Regions from separate parts of the Mus musculus genome. Here region 1 is linked to region 2. Evidence: chromatin contacts called from public HiChIP or PLAC-seq data. All regions are on one chromosome and are shown on one strand. The core of a region is the stretch at or near the end of the contact, and the rest is flanking DNA. Distances in the headings are between cores, read along the strand shown. Region 1 has its middle 60 kb from the start of Gm29676. Region 2 has its middle 34 kb from the start of Cd83.

The links. HiChIP or PLAC-seq counts read pairs in DNA pulled down with a chosen protein or histone mark.
Region 1: a BATF HiChIP or PLAC-seq map of CD8 T cells shows a contact between it and region 2, with 6 read pairs. The contact joins two enhancer-like sites. A contact is called at or near these places in 2 of 484 Hi-C or Micro-C datasets (B cells and myocytes), 1 of 115 datasets of contacts at active chromatin or transcription factors (CD8 T cells) and 1 of 9 other capture datasets (embryonic stem cells).

What each region holds. Positions count from the first base shown.
Region 1 is chr13:44,315,925-44,323,509 of GRCm38.p6, forward strand. No RefSeq gene overlaps it. Among named protein-coding and RNA genes, the nearest start is that of Gm29676, 60 kb to the left of the region's middle. Within about 2 kb of position 5,312, at least 27 of the 459 cell types and tissues checked have an H3K27ac peak or open chromatin away from gene starts, as enhancers often do. A contact at or near this core is called in CD8 T cells, where this site is marked.
Region 2 is chr13:43,747,627-43,754,583 of GRCm38.p6, forward strand. No RefSeq gene overlaps it. Among named protein-coding and RNA genes, the nearest start is that of Cd83, 34 kb to the right of the region's middle. Within about 2 kb of position 5,040, at least 15 of the 459 cell types and tissues checked have an H3K27ac peak or open chromatin away from gene starts, as enhancers often do. A contact at or near this core is called in CD8 T cells, where this site is marked.

The sequences.
Region 1 (7,585 bases), core at 4,062-6,561, 570 kb after region 2:
ATTTTCATTTTTTTTTTTTTCGGTTTTTCAAGACAGGGTTTCTCTTATAGCCCTGGCTGTCCTGGAGCTCACTTTGTAGACCAGGCTGGCCTCGAACTCAGAAATCTGCTTGCCTCTGCCTCCCGAGTGTTTTCATTTTTATAAGACATGCATACATATGTGTATACATGCACATACACATGACACCTTTGAAGTCCAACATAAGGATGGCTGACATAATTGTATGTGCCTTAGCTTCTTTTCCAGTGCTGTGATAAAAATACCCTGACAGAAGGGCTTAATTTAGTTTGGAGTTCAAAGTTCAGTCTATCATAGCAGAGAAGTCAAGGAGACAGGATCTTGAAGTACCTGGTAACATCACACCCACAATCAGGAACAGAAAGGATGAACCAACACTCATGTTCAGCTTGCTTTCTCCATCTTGTAAAGTGTAAGGCCCACTGCATAAGGAATGGTCCGCCCACGGTAGGCATTTTCCTTCCTCATTGCAATCAAGACAGTGCTACAAAGGCATACACAGATGCCCATCCCCCACATGACTCTAGATCCTGTCAACTTGACAATTAACACTAATCATCACAGGGCAAGAGTTAGTATTCACTGTGAGGCAGGGGCTTTCTGCAGTTGGCAAGTTTTGTGGACTTTTAGTGACAGCAATGCTAGTCTTGAAAAATCTGATTAATGGCCAGTTACCAGAAGATTCCCAAGTGCTGACCCCAAGGCACAAAGACCAGAAGACAGCATCCCCAAAGAAACAAGATGGAGTAAGTTGCTTTGAGACATTAGAACTCAGACTTTAAGTTGTAATGCAGTCTGGTATCCTAGACTTGGGGAGTAGGGGTGGTATTTGTGTCAATTGTTTCTACATGAGCCAAGAAGAGTCATGTCTGGCAGGCTTGAACGGCAGAAACCAGAACACGCAGGCCGGAAGCTGCATCTTCCTCCCCTATGAACACGAGCTGAGAGGGAGGCGGGGGATGGAAGGATCCAGGGGCAGGATCTGGAGCCAGAGAGATGACTAAGGTCTGATGCAAACACCATGAGTGTGTGGGACTCGTGAGACATACAAGTCTGGAGGCAAACATGCTCTAGGCGTGATACAGGGAAGCCACCCAGCCTGAAAGGTTACCCCGGACCGCCTGGTGGCTTTAACATGGCAGGCAAGGCCAGGGTACTCCCTAAATCCTCTTCCTAGTGTTCTCTTCTTTGACAAATGAAGTGGAATCCCCAGAGCAAAGCACGATAAGGAGGAGCCCTCTCTCCCCCAGCAGATTTATGGGCCTTCTGCACCCAGCCTGTGTTTGTCAGACCAAAATGGTAAGGGTGGGGTAATAGAGTCAAATTACAGCTTCCTATAATAGGGAAAGTTAAATAGACAAGCTTTCCCACCCCGAGGAGGACGAAGCAGAGGTCAGTACTAGTGGCTTTGTACATGAATGGACCTTCCCCTCCATCCCCTTTCACATGTGGTCCAGCAACAGTAACAGACAGATGCGACACAAAAAGAGACACACCTGATTAACCATGAATACAACAGCTGTCGCCTCCCGCCAGAGCCACACTACGCCTCGCACCCTTGTTCTGCCTGCTTTGGGTTTTTTCCCCCCTTTCTTTCAAATAGCAAAAGGAAATTAAACCTACCGTTAAGACTCAAGTTAGTGGGAGGGGAGAGTATGAGCAGCCAAGCCTTTGTCTCTAGGCTCAGGGGCTTGTAATAGGTACCTTCTATCTGGCCTTTCATCTGAAGAAGACTGTGGCCTACTGTTAACTGCTCCCTCAACTCAAAACCTGGAGATAGGGCAGCCGTGGGTGGAATAAGACGGAGGTGACTCAAACTGGGAAGAAAAGGGTGAAGGTGTGTCCCTCCTCTCCTTTTCAACAGCTTGTCTCCGTCAGCTGCAACTCCTCGATGCCAAAAAAGAACACCCACCTTTAAGACAAACTGAAGATCTTACAGAGGAGGCGGGACTCAACAGAGCATTGCCCATGCATGGGAATGTGCTAACTTCGACTGAACCTGAGGTGGCGACAAAAGAAGGTCAACTTCGGCCTCTCCATTGCAGACAATTCTGAGGTCACTTTCACTGCCGAGGCCTTAGCAATCAGATTGAGGAGGGACTCTAGGTACTGAATTGCCAAGAATCTCTGGTGGCATGATGTAATCAGGAGAGTTTCCAGAAACCTGGTCATTAAAACTCTAAATGTCAATCTAATTTTTTTAAAGGTGTTTTGCTTAAGCTTAGGCTTGGTTTGGTTTGGTTTGGTTTGGTTTGGTTTGGTTTGGTTTGGTTTGGTTTGGTTTGGTTTGGGGGAGACTGGGCTCCTACATTAAGTATCCAACTCCTGAAGCCTACATTGCTATTTCTTAAAATGTCTATTGTCCAAAAATCCCTTCTGTAGTTTCAAAGGCAGAATGATTTTTTTAAAAAATCAGAAATTCATCATGCAAGCACAAGGCTTCTGACAGAAAACACTGAGTAGCACAGTCCCACAGAAATCCAAAGGATGTCTGTCCCCTGTTACCTCACACGAATGGGAAATGAACGGAATCACTGTAGACACCCGTGGACGCTCACAGTTCCTCATTAAGGCGGGGACCACCGAGACACTTCCATCTTCCATCAAGAATTCACAGAGGTCCGAGGAAAGGCCGTGCGTGGCCCGGGGAGTGTTCAGCTGGCAAGCACAAGGACCTAAGTTGAAACCCCAGCATTCACAAGTTTTAAAAAGCCAGGTGTGGTGACACACTTGTAATTCCAGCCCTGGCGAAGGGGAGACAGGCAGACCCCCGGGGACTTGATGGCCAATCTGTCTTGCTTGGCAAGTTTCAGGCCAGTGAGAAACTGACTCAATAATAATGATGATGATGATAATAAATAAGGATGGTACAAATAGAACAACAGGCTGTCCACTGGCTTTTACCAGGCATGTATGTGCAGCATGTACACAGTCATAACCAACAACAACAAAACCCTTGGAGATCTCACTCGATAGAGTTAGAAAGGGGAACTGAAATGCTAGGAAACTTCGTGTCAGATGCCAGCAAAGGCCAAGAGCCATAGGGCACTGGAATTAATTCTAGAACACAAAAGAAGCCTCTTTGGGAGGTTAGCTTTTGACTCTTCTTTTTTCCAGTCGGTGAATAGCCATGTCTACTCTCGGGGCAAACCAAGGGTCCCTCCTCAAAACCTTGTGAGAAGACGTTGTTTACCCTGCCAGCAACGCCATCTCCATAGTTCTTCCCCAATGCCTCCAAGTGTCTCCTTGGCTTCCAAGAGCCCACGGCTTCAGCGAAGTAAGCCGGTCTGTTTTCAATGCTTAACTTTTAACACATGGCAAACGGATGGCACTTTGAACACGACCATCATCTGGCTGAGGAGAAAGCTGTTTTCCATTTCTGGCAACCCATACTTCTGGCTTATCATGACAGGAGGAAAGGGGCTGAAATTACACTTGGGTTGGATTGCGTTGATCACATTTTTCCGTCTTTGTAGCTAAAAAAAAAAAAAAAAAAAAAAAAAAAAACTAGAAAACTCTCCTCTGGTGTTGCAGAAAATGGTAATAGAGTTGACACCACTGTTGGCATTCCGACTAAACTGCATTCATGAAAGGAAGTAGTAGGTTAGCGTCTTTCATCTTTTCTCCCTAAAACACAGCATGGTATCGTAAAAGCTAGGACTGGACCAAGAGTTTTTAAAACGTTGATGGCCTACTGCGCATGCTCACTGGGGGTGGAGTTGGGCGGGGCATGGGTAGGTATGATTGCCTGGTACTCATACTCACTGCGGGTGAGGAAGGGTGGGTAGGTAGGATGGTCTGGTGTGCTTGCTCACTGGGGAGGATGTGACTTGGAGGGGGCATGGGTAAGTATGATGGTTCATCTTTACGGTCAAACATAGTGTTGCCTTCTCTGCTTCCTGCCTTATCGGATTGAAGCTGCTGTCCTTTGCCACTTGCTCTGGACACCAGGATATTCTGCCCAATCACATGGGACCAAAACTTCTGAAACCAACAGTCATAACACATCTTTTCCACCTTTATGCTGTTCTTTAGGTGTTTTTTTTTTCCTTACAACAATGAGAAAAGAAGCTAAAAACAGGAAGTATGGCATCTTTCAAAAGGCTACTTTCAACCCTCCTCGCTCTGCATGCAACAGTTAGCATTGCAGTAGTGAATATCACAAGCTACGAGGCTTAATGTTTAAAAAAAATATATTCCTCATAGCTTTGGAATCCAGTCCAAGATCAAGGAATTGACAAGGCATCCCTGGAATCTCTCCTTGGTTTGTATATGACAATCTTTCCCCCAAATCATCAAGTTATCTTCTTTTGACACAGGTCTATGCCCTAATCTCTTTCTATATGGATACTAGACTGACTTAGGGATGGATCACCCATATGCCCTCATTTTAAGCAGTGTCGCCTTCTGAGGTGCCAGAAGTTAGCACTCCAACAAAGAGTTTTTAAAGGGATGTAACTTACCCCTCCCACTCCTTGGAGGGACTTGGTACTCAACTGAATAAACTCAGCTTCATTTCAGCTATAACAGACTCAGTCTGAGGCCTGGATTCATAAAGGAATAGAGCCGAATGCTCATCTGATGTCTGACTTGTTGTGGTTTATGCAGAACAACGCCAGCAGAAGCGGGGAGGACAGTGATGTCACTAAAAAGCATTCTCTTAGAAGGAGACCAGCTTCTGTGATCCCAGGGGGCATTAGAACCATGATATCCTTCTCTAGAAAAGAAATTATTGGATTTTTTTAATTTACATTTCAAATGTTATCCCCTTTCCCAGTTTCCCCTCCCTTCCTGTAAACCCCCTCTCCCATCCTCCCTCCCTCTGCTTCTATGGGGGTGTTTCTCCACTCACCCACCCACTCCCACCTCCCTGCCCTCCATTCCCCTATACTGGGGCATCTATCCAGCCTTCATAGGACCAGGGACCTCTCCTCCCCTTGATGCCTGACAAGGCCATCGTCTGCTACATTTGCAGCTGGAGCCATACGTACTCCCTGGTTGATGGCTAAATGCGGCAGGATGGTGTGAGCACTTTCTGACTGCACTCCTTCACCCCACCTCCCCTGGGACCTTCATTAAGGTTCTTCTCAAAAGGGATTTCCCTCTCACATCTACAAACATCAGAAAGGAGTGGAATGAGTCGCCAAATGATCAGAACGAACGTTTTCTCATGGCACTTTCTCCTGAGCAAAAACATGACTTCTTACGTGAGCAAAACGAAAGAAAAGTGATAGCAGATGACTAACCAGGGTGACAGGAAGATGTATGGGTGTTCGGGACATCGGGAGCTTTTGAAGCACGCAAGGCCGGTGCTGAAATGAGAGTGGGTGAGCAACCGCCCTCGCAAATGGAGCACAGGAAGAACTATGAATAAGACGCATACACACACACCAAAAAGACGTGTGTAATTTGCAGTGTGTAGCAGTGGGCTGACCATGATGGTTCTAAATACCCTCTGACACATTTTTACAGAGGAACCGGGTGGCTTTATTCTAGATGACAATCCCTTGCTAATTACCCTTCATGCTGACTGATAGTGGCACTGTGAGTCACCAGGGTTCTCCCGTGGAGCCCTGTTTACTCATGGGCCATGTGTTGGCTGTGATTGGGACGTGAGTGAATCCAGAAGCCCTTGATTACAGACCTCCATGTGGGGGATGAGGGTCCGGGTGACATCATGGGTCATGGACTGAATTGCACCCCCACCCCCCACCCCCAAACAAAAGCTGCATTGAAGTCTTAAGCCCCAGTTCCTACAAATGTGACTCAATTAGAAAGGAAGCCATTGCACATGTAATCGGTTAAGATAAGGCTCTATTTGATCAGGGAAGAGCCAACATCCGATATGACTGGAAAAAAGCAGAGAGAGAGAGAGAGAAGGACACCAGGAAGAGAACCATGGAGATAGACATTGGAAAGATGCATCTACAACCCAAGGAATGCCAGTGCATCCATTACTTTAGCTAACAAAAGGAGCCTATGGGAGAAAGGATTTATTTTGACTTATGGTTTTAGAAGATACAGCTGGTTCATAATGCTGGAGCCATGGATGGAAGGGGGAACGTGGGAGACAACTGATCGGCATGGCCTCTCCAGTCAGGGGGCAGAGAAACGTAAATGCTGGTCCTCAAATTGCTTCCTCCTTCTTCATCTTATATTCAGTCTGGCATACACATATACTTACACACGCATGTGCATGCACACACACACACACACACACACACACACACACACACATGCATGCACCAGCCCTTCAGGGTAGGTCTTCCCTGATCAGTTAATAATCTTTGGAAATAACCTCATAGACAACAACAAGGGTGTGCCTCTCTTATGCTGTGGACACTCTTAAATCTAATCAAGTTGTCAATAAAGAACTGGCCATCACAATCTGAAAACACCAAAGTCTGGGGAAAGGCAAAGGATTCTCTCCCTTTGCTTCAAGAGGTCAAGCCTTTGGAAGTCGGGGAGAAGAAGCGTTGCTCCTCCAGCCTACTGTACTTTGCAAAAGCAAGTACCCATACTGTGGTTCCCAGTCACAAACAAGCTTTGAACCCCATGGTCCTCTGCTCCACAGCTTCTAAACTGATAACTCTTCATAATAGTCCCCTCTTGAGCACAGTTCCAATATTTCAAAAACATGCAGACTTTTACTTTTCTTCTTTCCCTCTCCTCCACATTAGACACAAAGATGCCACAAGTTGAAGATGCCAGAGATTGTCCATTTTCCCCTCTCTGAGGTCTTAGCACTGGTGGCTGTGACCTGGACACAGCTCCAGACCTTCATCTTTTGCTGGGACTTGAACTCAAGTGATTTTAGACTCGATAACTAGAATTCCATTGTCACCAATGTTTTAGATTCCAAGGCAATGACCAAGAACGGGAACAGCACTGGAGAGATGGCTCAGTAGTTAAGGGCACTGGCTGCTCCTCCAGAGAACTTGGGTTTGATTCCCAGCACCCACAAGATGGCTCACACCATCTTTAGCTCCAGTATCAGGGGATACAATGCCTTCTTCTGACCTCTGGGAGCACCAAGCATGCATGTGATACACAGACATCCATGCAGTAAAACATCATAGTAAAAACATTTTTTAAAAACCTGAAAGAGGTGGAAACATACTTTCGCTTCTTCCTTGTGCTATTCTAGGATCTTGTTATAAAAAAATGAAATGGAAAATGTTTCTTGAATAAATAATTTTGCAGAAAGTAAAAGAAAGACTGTCAGGGGCTGGAATGATGGTTCGGTGGTAAAGAGCATCGACTGCTCTTCCAAAGATCCTGAGGTCAAATCCCAGCAACTGCATGGTGGCTCACAACCATCTGTAACAAGACCTGGTTTCTTTTTCTGTAATGTCTGAAGACAGCTATCGTGTACTTACATATAATAAATAAATAAATCTTAAAAAAAAAGAAAGACTGTCAGATAAGACTATAATCCATTAAAGCTGTCAGTCAATTAAGCTACCAATTAGGTTTTGTTTTGTGTGTTTTCACTATTGTTTTTACTTTTCAAACAGGCTCTCACAACACAGCCCAGGATATCCTGGAGCTGATTATATGTATCCCA
Region 2 (6,957 bases), core at 3,790-6,289:
TTTCTGACTTTGGTGAGTGACTTGGATATTCTCTCTCTGCCATTTAGTTAGCTTGGATAAGGGTTTGTCTAGGTTGCTCTTGCTTGCACTGATTTTTGTATTGTTCTCTTTATTTCTATTTTGTTGACGTCAGACTTTAGCTTGCCTAATCATTGCCATTTGCTCCTTTGAGGTGTGGTTACTTCTTTTTGTTCTAAAGCTTTAAGCTGTGCTATTAAATTGCTAGTATGAAATATCTCCAATTTTTTTTAAATGTAGGCACTTAGTACTGTGACCTCTTTTAGCACTGCTTTCATTGTGTCCCATACTTTTGGTTATGTTGTAGGTTCATTTTAATTGAATTATAGAAGTCTCTGATTTCTTTCTTTATTTCTGCCTTGACTTAGTGGTCATTCAGTAGAGAGTTGTTCAGCTTCCATGAGATTGTAAGTTTTCTGTTGTTTCTGTTGTTGATATCCAGCTTTAATGTATGGGGATCTGATAGGGTGAAGGGAGTTATTTCAATTGTCTTTGTATCTCAGTATGTGATTAATTTTGGAGGACATTCCATGAGGCACAGAATAGAGAGTATATTCTTTTGTGTTAGGGTGACATGTTCTGTAAATATCTGTTAGGTCCATTTGGTTGTTAGTATTTTTTTTTCCTTGTCTCAGGTTTATTTATAAAAACAGCATAGGACATTGCTCATCTGCAAATAGTACATAGGCAGGTGTGTCACAGAAGTCCGTCTGTCTTCACACTGGCAGGAGCCTTTCCTACGGGGCCTTCACAGGGGCCTGAGCACCTTTGGGGACCTGAGCAGGAGCTGAAGCCTTAGCTGGAGCTTTGGCCAATGCCTTGGTTTGAACCTTGGGCTTTGGTTGGCAGCGCCTACAACCCTTGACCATGGAGCTTCAAATCTGCTTCTCAAGCTTGAGGTGAGCAGATGAAAACAAGATGGCTGAGTTTGCAGCTGGAGCCCTTTGGCATCTTGGGCTTGATGGCCTGAGGCTTCACCAGGGCTTTGATGGCCTCTGCACGCGCACTCACTGCCTTTGCATTGCTGGCCTGCATCTTCTCCAGGCCTTTCTTGTTGTGCTTCTTGGCAAGGCCCATCTTCCTCAGGAACTTGGGGTCAACCCCCTTAAGAGATTCGTAGCTTTGTGACTAGCGTGTTTTGATGCCACTTCTGTGCCATTTGTGGGACTACTTGTGTGGTGTGGTTCTTGGACTTGGCCATGTCTTGCATGGTGACCCGTGGCTCCCGCAGCACCTGGGACGGGAAGAGAAACGGTCCATTTGGCTTGTAATGTCTGCTAGTATTTCTCTGTCTAGTTTTTGGGTGGATGACCTGCCTGTTGTTGAGAGTGTGGTACTGAAGTCTCCCCTATGGAGATGTGAAGGTCAGTATGTGGTTTATGCTGTAGTAGAGCTTACACACTTGGATGTCATTGTGTCTGGTCATAGATGTTAAGAACTGAAACATGGTGGATTTTTCCTTTGATGGGTATGTACTGTCCTTCCCCATCTCTTCAGATTCATTTTGGTTTTAAAGTCTATTTTGTTAGATATTAAAATGGTCACACCAGCATGCTTCTTAAGTCCATTTGCACGGAATATCTTTTTCTAAGCCTTTAGCCTGAGGTAATGTCTCCCCTTGGGGCTGAGGTGTGTTTCTTGGATGCAGAAGGGTGGACTCTGGTTTTGCATCTATTCTATTAGTTTGTCTAGTTATTGGGGGAATTGAGACCATTGCTATCGAACGATATCAATCACTGATTGTTGATTCCTGTTATTTGTTGTTGTGGCTGTGGTGGTGGTGGTGGTAATGGTGGTGGTGGTGGTGGTGTGTGTATGTGTGTGTGCATGCATATGTGTGTGTATTTCCTTTTGATTTTGCTGGTGTAGGAATTTATTTCTTGTGTTTGTGTGTGTGTAGTTAATCTCCTTAGGTTGGAATTTTCCTTCTAGCATCTTCTGTAGGGCTGGATATGTAGATAGAGATTGTTAAATTTGACTTTACCATGGAATATCTTATTTTCTTCATCTATGGTGATTGAAAATTTTGTTGGGTACAGTGGTCTGGACTGGCATTAGTGATCTTCTGGAGTCTGCAGCCCACCTGTTCAGTCCCTTCTGGCTTTTAGAGTCTCTGTTGAGAAGCCAGGTATACTTCTAATCTGTCTGCCTTTATATGTTACTTGACCTTTTCCTTTCACAGATTTTAATTTCTTTCCTTTCTCTGTACATTGAATGTTTTGATCGCTATGTGATATTATTATAATTACTGGGTGGGAATGTCTTTCCTGGTCCAGTCTATTGTGTTCTGGATGCTTCTGGGACCCTGATAGGCTCTCCTTCTTTAGGTTGGGAAATTTTTCTCTATGGTTTTGCTGAGAATATTCCCTGTTCCTCTGCCCTGGGTTTCCTCCTCTTCCTTTGTTCCTATCATTCTTAGGTTTGATCTTTTCACAGTGTTCCAGATTTCCTGGATGCTTTGTGTCAGGGTTTTTTTTTTTTTTAATTTAACATATTCTTTGACCAAAGTATCCATTTCTTCTATCTTCAATGCCTGACATTCTGTCTTCTATCTCTTATATTCTGTCGGTGAAGCTAGCCTCTGTAGTTCCTGTTAGAATCCCTAGAGAATTCCTTCAGTGATTTCTTTTTTTAATTAAAAAAAATGATTCTATTTCAACTTTCAGGTCTTGAATGGTTTTATTTATTTCCTTACACTGTTTGCTGTGTTTTCTCATATTTCTTTAAGGGATTCATTCATTTTCTCTTTAAGGACCTCCATCATATTCATGAGAATTTTTATCAGACATACATGCCCACATCTAAGTGCACACCACATGTATGCATGGAGGCCAGAAGAGGGAGTCAGATCCCCAGCAACTGGAGTTACAGACTTCTCTTGTGAGCCACTACATGGACATTGAGACTCAAAGGGAGGGAGGAAGGAAGGAAGGGAGGCAGGTAGGCAGGAAGGCAGCCCGGGGCTATAACTCGGTGGTGGAGAGCTCTTGGAGTGAGTGAGGTTCTAGATTCAGTCCCTAGCACACACAGGGAAGAGGTACCAGTATGGGCGCAGGGGTACCTGTCTGAAGTCCCAGCTACTTTACTTGGAAGGCTGAAGCAAGAGGACTGCTTGAGCCCACACATTTGAAGATAGCCCAAGACGGGCATCATCCTCTTGTCTCTAGGATAACTTCCAGCCTGCCCTTTAGCTAAGGCAGGCATTCCCAACTCCACTCCCGGAGTCCTGCCTGGGGATTCCACCACCAGCGATTCAGAGCCCTTGCTTTTCTTGGCTCAGTTTCAACTTTGGACTTGAGGTTGGACGCTAAAATTCTGGTCTAGGAGAGCAAGCAGAAGATTCGCTCTCCTTGAGCGTATTCCACGGAAATATTTCAAGTTAGTCCATAGTCAGAGTGTTTGATCACACTGTGACAAAGTGACCTGAGAAAGAGCAGGAGACCTATGAGGCATTTAGAGAAGACAGAAGGAGGGCTTGTCTGCCCCATACAGTATCAATCTATTTCTGTAAATAGAACTGGTTGCCGGGGGAAGGGAGTGGAACATAACTGTGATTGGCTGTGGGGTTTCTTTAGGGTGTGGTGTAGGTGTTCTGTAGTTAAATAATGGTGTTAATAGCAAAACTTCAAATGTACCGCCCCCTCCAAACCTCCAAACTGAATTATTTTTAAGGGTAGATTTTGCCACATATGGGTTCTGTTGTGAGCGAGCATGGGCACAGGAGACAGAAAAGCATCCTTCCACGTGCATTTCTTAACTCAGCACCAACTCCAAAAATTATGCCTTGGCTGAACTCTTTTTCTTTGGCTAGAAGTGGGCTGTATTCATTTCTAGTCTTGCTGAGCCCAAATTAGGATTGATTCCACAGCTAACCAAAAAGTGCATCAGTCAATTGGTAAATGGGTGACCCAAGAGGAGCTATTGAACACCTTGTTCTTCTCTCTCTTCGGCTATACAAAAAAGATGGCCATCATCTGTGTAGGCTACTGAAAGGTCTAGTTACTCAAAATCATTCCCAGCATGGGTTAAAGTCTGTGAAAATGGTGGTAACAATTCTCAGGGTTCATTCATTCAGCAAGGAAATAGTGTGTTGTCTTGGATCTGTGCCACTGTCTCTATAAGTACGTAACAGACAAGATCTACTTCTTTTTTTAAAAATTTATTTATTTTATGCATGTGAGGATACTGTACACTATTTTCATGCACACCAGAAGAGGGCATCAGATCCCATTACAGATGGTTGTGAGCCACCATGTGGTTGCTGGGAATTGAACTCAGGACCTCTGGAAGAACAGTCAGTGCTCTTAACCACTGAGCCATCTCTCCAGAAACCCTGGTTCCTACTTCTAAGCCATGTGCTGTAATAACAGGGCAAAACACACTGCTCGGGGCTGTTGTTGCTTTAGCCTGTAGCAGCACTTGTCACCCAGCCCGAGGACCTGAGATTGACACATGGAACCCTCAAACACATTGAAAGCACAGCCTACTGCAAGTGACCTCCTATTCGTCCTACGGCAGGAACACCTTTACACACAGACTGACAGACACACACAAAATAAAAAAATAAAAATATACAAAATAAAATTCACAAACCACGCACCACTGGGTGTAGTGATTCACACCTGTAATCCTAAAAAAAAATCCCCACATCTTCTTTGCTTCAGAAGGAGGGGCATCCTTGAGACCTCTTCCACTGTCATGACATAACAACATGGGCTAATGTGGATCCTCTGGGTCTTCCCTGGGATGTTAACAATGACCTCCAATTGGGAGGTGTCTCCATGGTTTCTTGGTTATGAACTCTCCCAAACTGTCTTGTAGGAGAATGAAGATGAAGGTCGAGGAAGATCAACAGGGTAAGTCAGCCGTTAAAGGAAAAATCGTAGACAAGAGAACTTTAACAGAGGTTAGTCAAATAGAAAGAAGAAGAAAAAAAGTTCACGAACCTGGTCCCACTCAAACTGAAAAGTGGTTTCAAAATGCGACGACCCACAGGCTGTGCAGGCTGTGCTTATGTGCAGAGGAAGGAAACAGTGTACAGAAATCGTCTGACTGTGTGCCACATCTGGACATGGTTTGGCAGCCTCCAGTCTATGCTGGGCTGAGGCCCCAGGACTCATACAAGAGCATTCTCCCCAGTTAGGTTGCAGGGTTACTTATTACGTTAGGTTATTGTTCACTGGACACTTGCTCTGATATGGCTTAAGGCAAAAATAATCCAATGTGACATGACCACACACAGAGAGAACCAGGCCTTAAGGTCTTAAGTGGACAGACTTGTATTATTCTCAGGATGTGACAACCAAGTCTCCAAGAAAGATCAACTAGCCTAGGGAGGGTTTTTATCTTTGTGGTTGTTATTGGTGTGGTTTATGTTTGTTTGTTTTGTTTTATTTGTGAGACAAGGTCTCCCTATGCAGCTTTGGCTGGTCTGTAACTCACTATGTGGACCAGACTAGAACTCACAGAGATATATCTACCTCTGCCTCCTGAATGCTGGGATTAAAGGCATGGGCCACAACACCCAGCCATTGAACATTCTTGATGCTGTTCTCCAGGGTTCCTCTCCTATGGAAGGGTTACTGGGCATGCTGGGGGTGCTGGGGGATACTGGGGATGCTGGGGGTGCTGGGGGTGCTGGGGGTGCTGGGGACGCTGGGGATACTGGGGATAGGGTTTCATCATACAGCTTTAGTTCATATCACCACTTCCTGTATGCATCTTCCCTCCTTAAATAAATTCTTAGGTCTACTTAAACAGCTGAGTCAATCAAGATGGAGTCAGAAAAAAATGCTCACTTTCCCCCAGGAAAGTCTCATTTCATTGGTCAGAAATGCAACCTGGACATCCATCTTTAAATTTTCTTTCCTCTCGTGTGTAGAGTCTCGTGTGTAGATGAGTTTGAGAACCTCCAGGCTCAAAAAACTGAGAAAAGATACGGAAATGCATGCACACACATCCATAAACACATGTGCATGCTTGTCTTGATATGTGCCCATTCAAAAAAAAAATACTGTTTGATGACTTCATCTCTCATCGTGTAAAAGGTTATAGGGTGAATGCTTCAAAAGAAAATGGCTTCTGACTCGAGGGATGACCCAGTTATAAGGAATGGCTGGAGGAAAAGTCAAGGTCTAATTTATAAATGAGCTCTGTGCTCCACTTCCCCCACAGTTCCTACGCTGCAATTTAAATCACATAATGGATTGCCAGCGACGGCAACAGACATTCCTTCGGGGATCCGGCTCGAATTGTTGGTTGACTGTTGATTAAGGACCAAGGGTGACATAAATTAATCAAAGGTACAAATGGAGCTCTGTCGGAAAAGCAGCTACTCTCTGGCTAAAGTCTCCTTATTCTGTACCACAAAACAAGTTCAGAACACAGTCACAGCTCATGAGAATTATGCAAGAACTAAGGGGCTTTTTGGTTTTGGTTTGGTTTTTGGTGTTTGTTTTGAGACAGGACCTCCATGTAACCCTGAGTGGCCTAGAATTCACTATGAGACCAGGCTGGCCCCCTTCATGAATCCTGCTCTCTGCTGCCTCTCTCTAAAGCACTTTCCCATAGATCCTGCACACTCTGGTACCAATCAGGGATTCACACGTATTGCTACTAATATTTTCAGAGTTCAGATAGTCACCACACAGCCCATTGGAAAGCTCAGAAGCCTTTAGGAAGATGCTCAATGCCACTTGGTCTGGAGGTTTGTTTCTTTGCTTATGATAAACCTCTGACATTGATGGGGCAGTCCATCTTCCTATTGACTTTGGAGCTGTGGTGATGGGGAAATAAGTTTTTGCTTGGTGATGATGTTGCTATTGAAGGCAGTACCTTTAATCTCAGTTTTCTGTATAGTCATCTCTGGGATATATTAAATAAAAAGGGAAGGTTTCATGGTAACACACTAAATAGATAAGGAAGGGGGAACAACACATA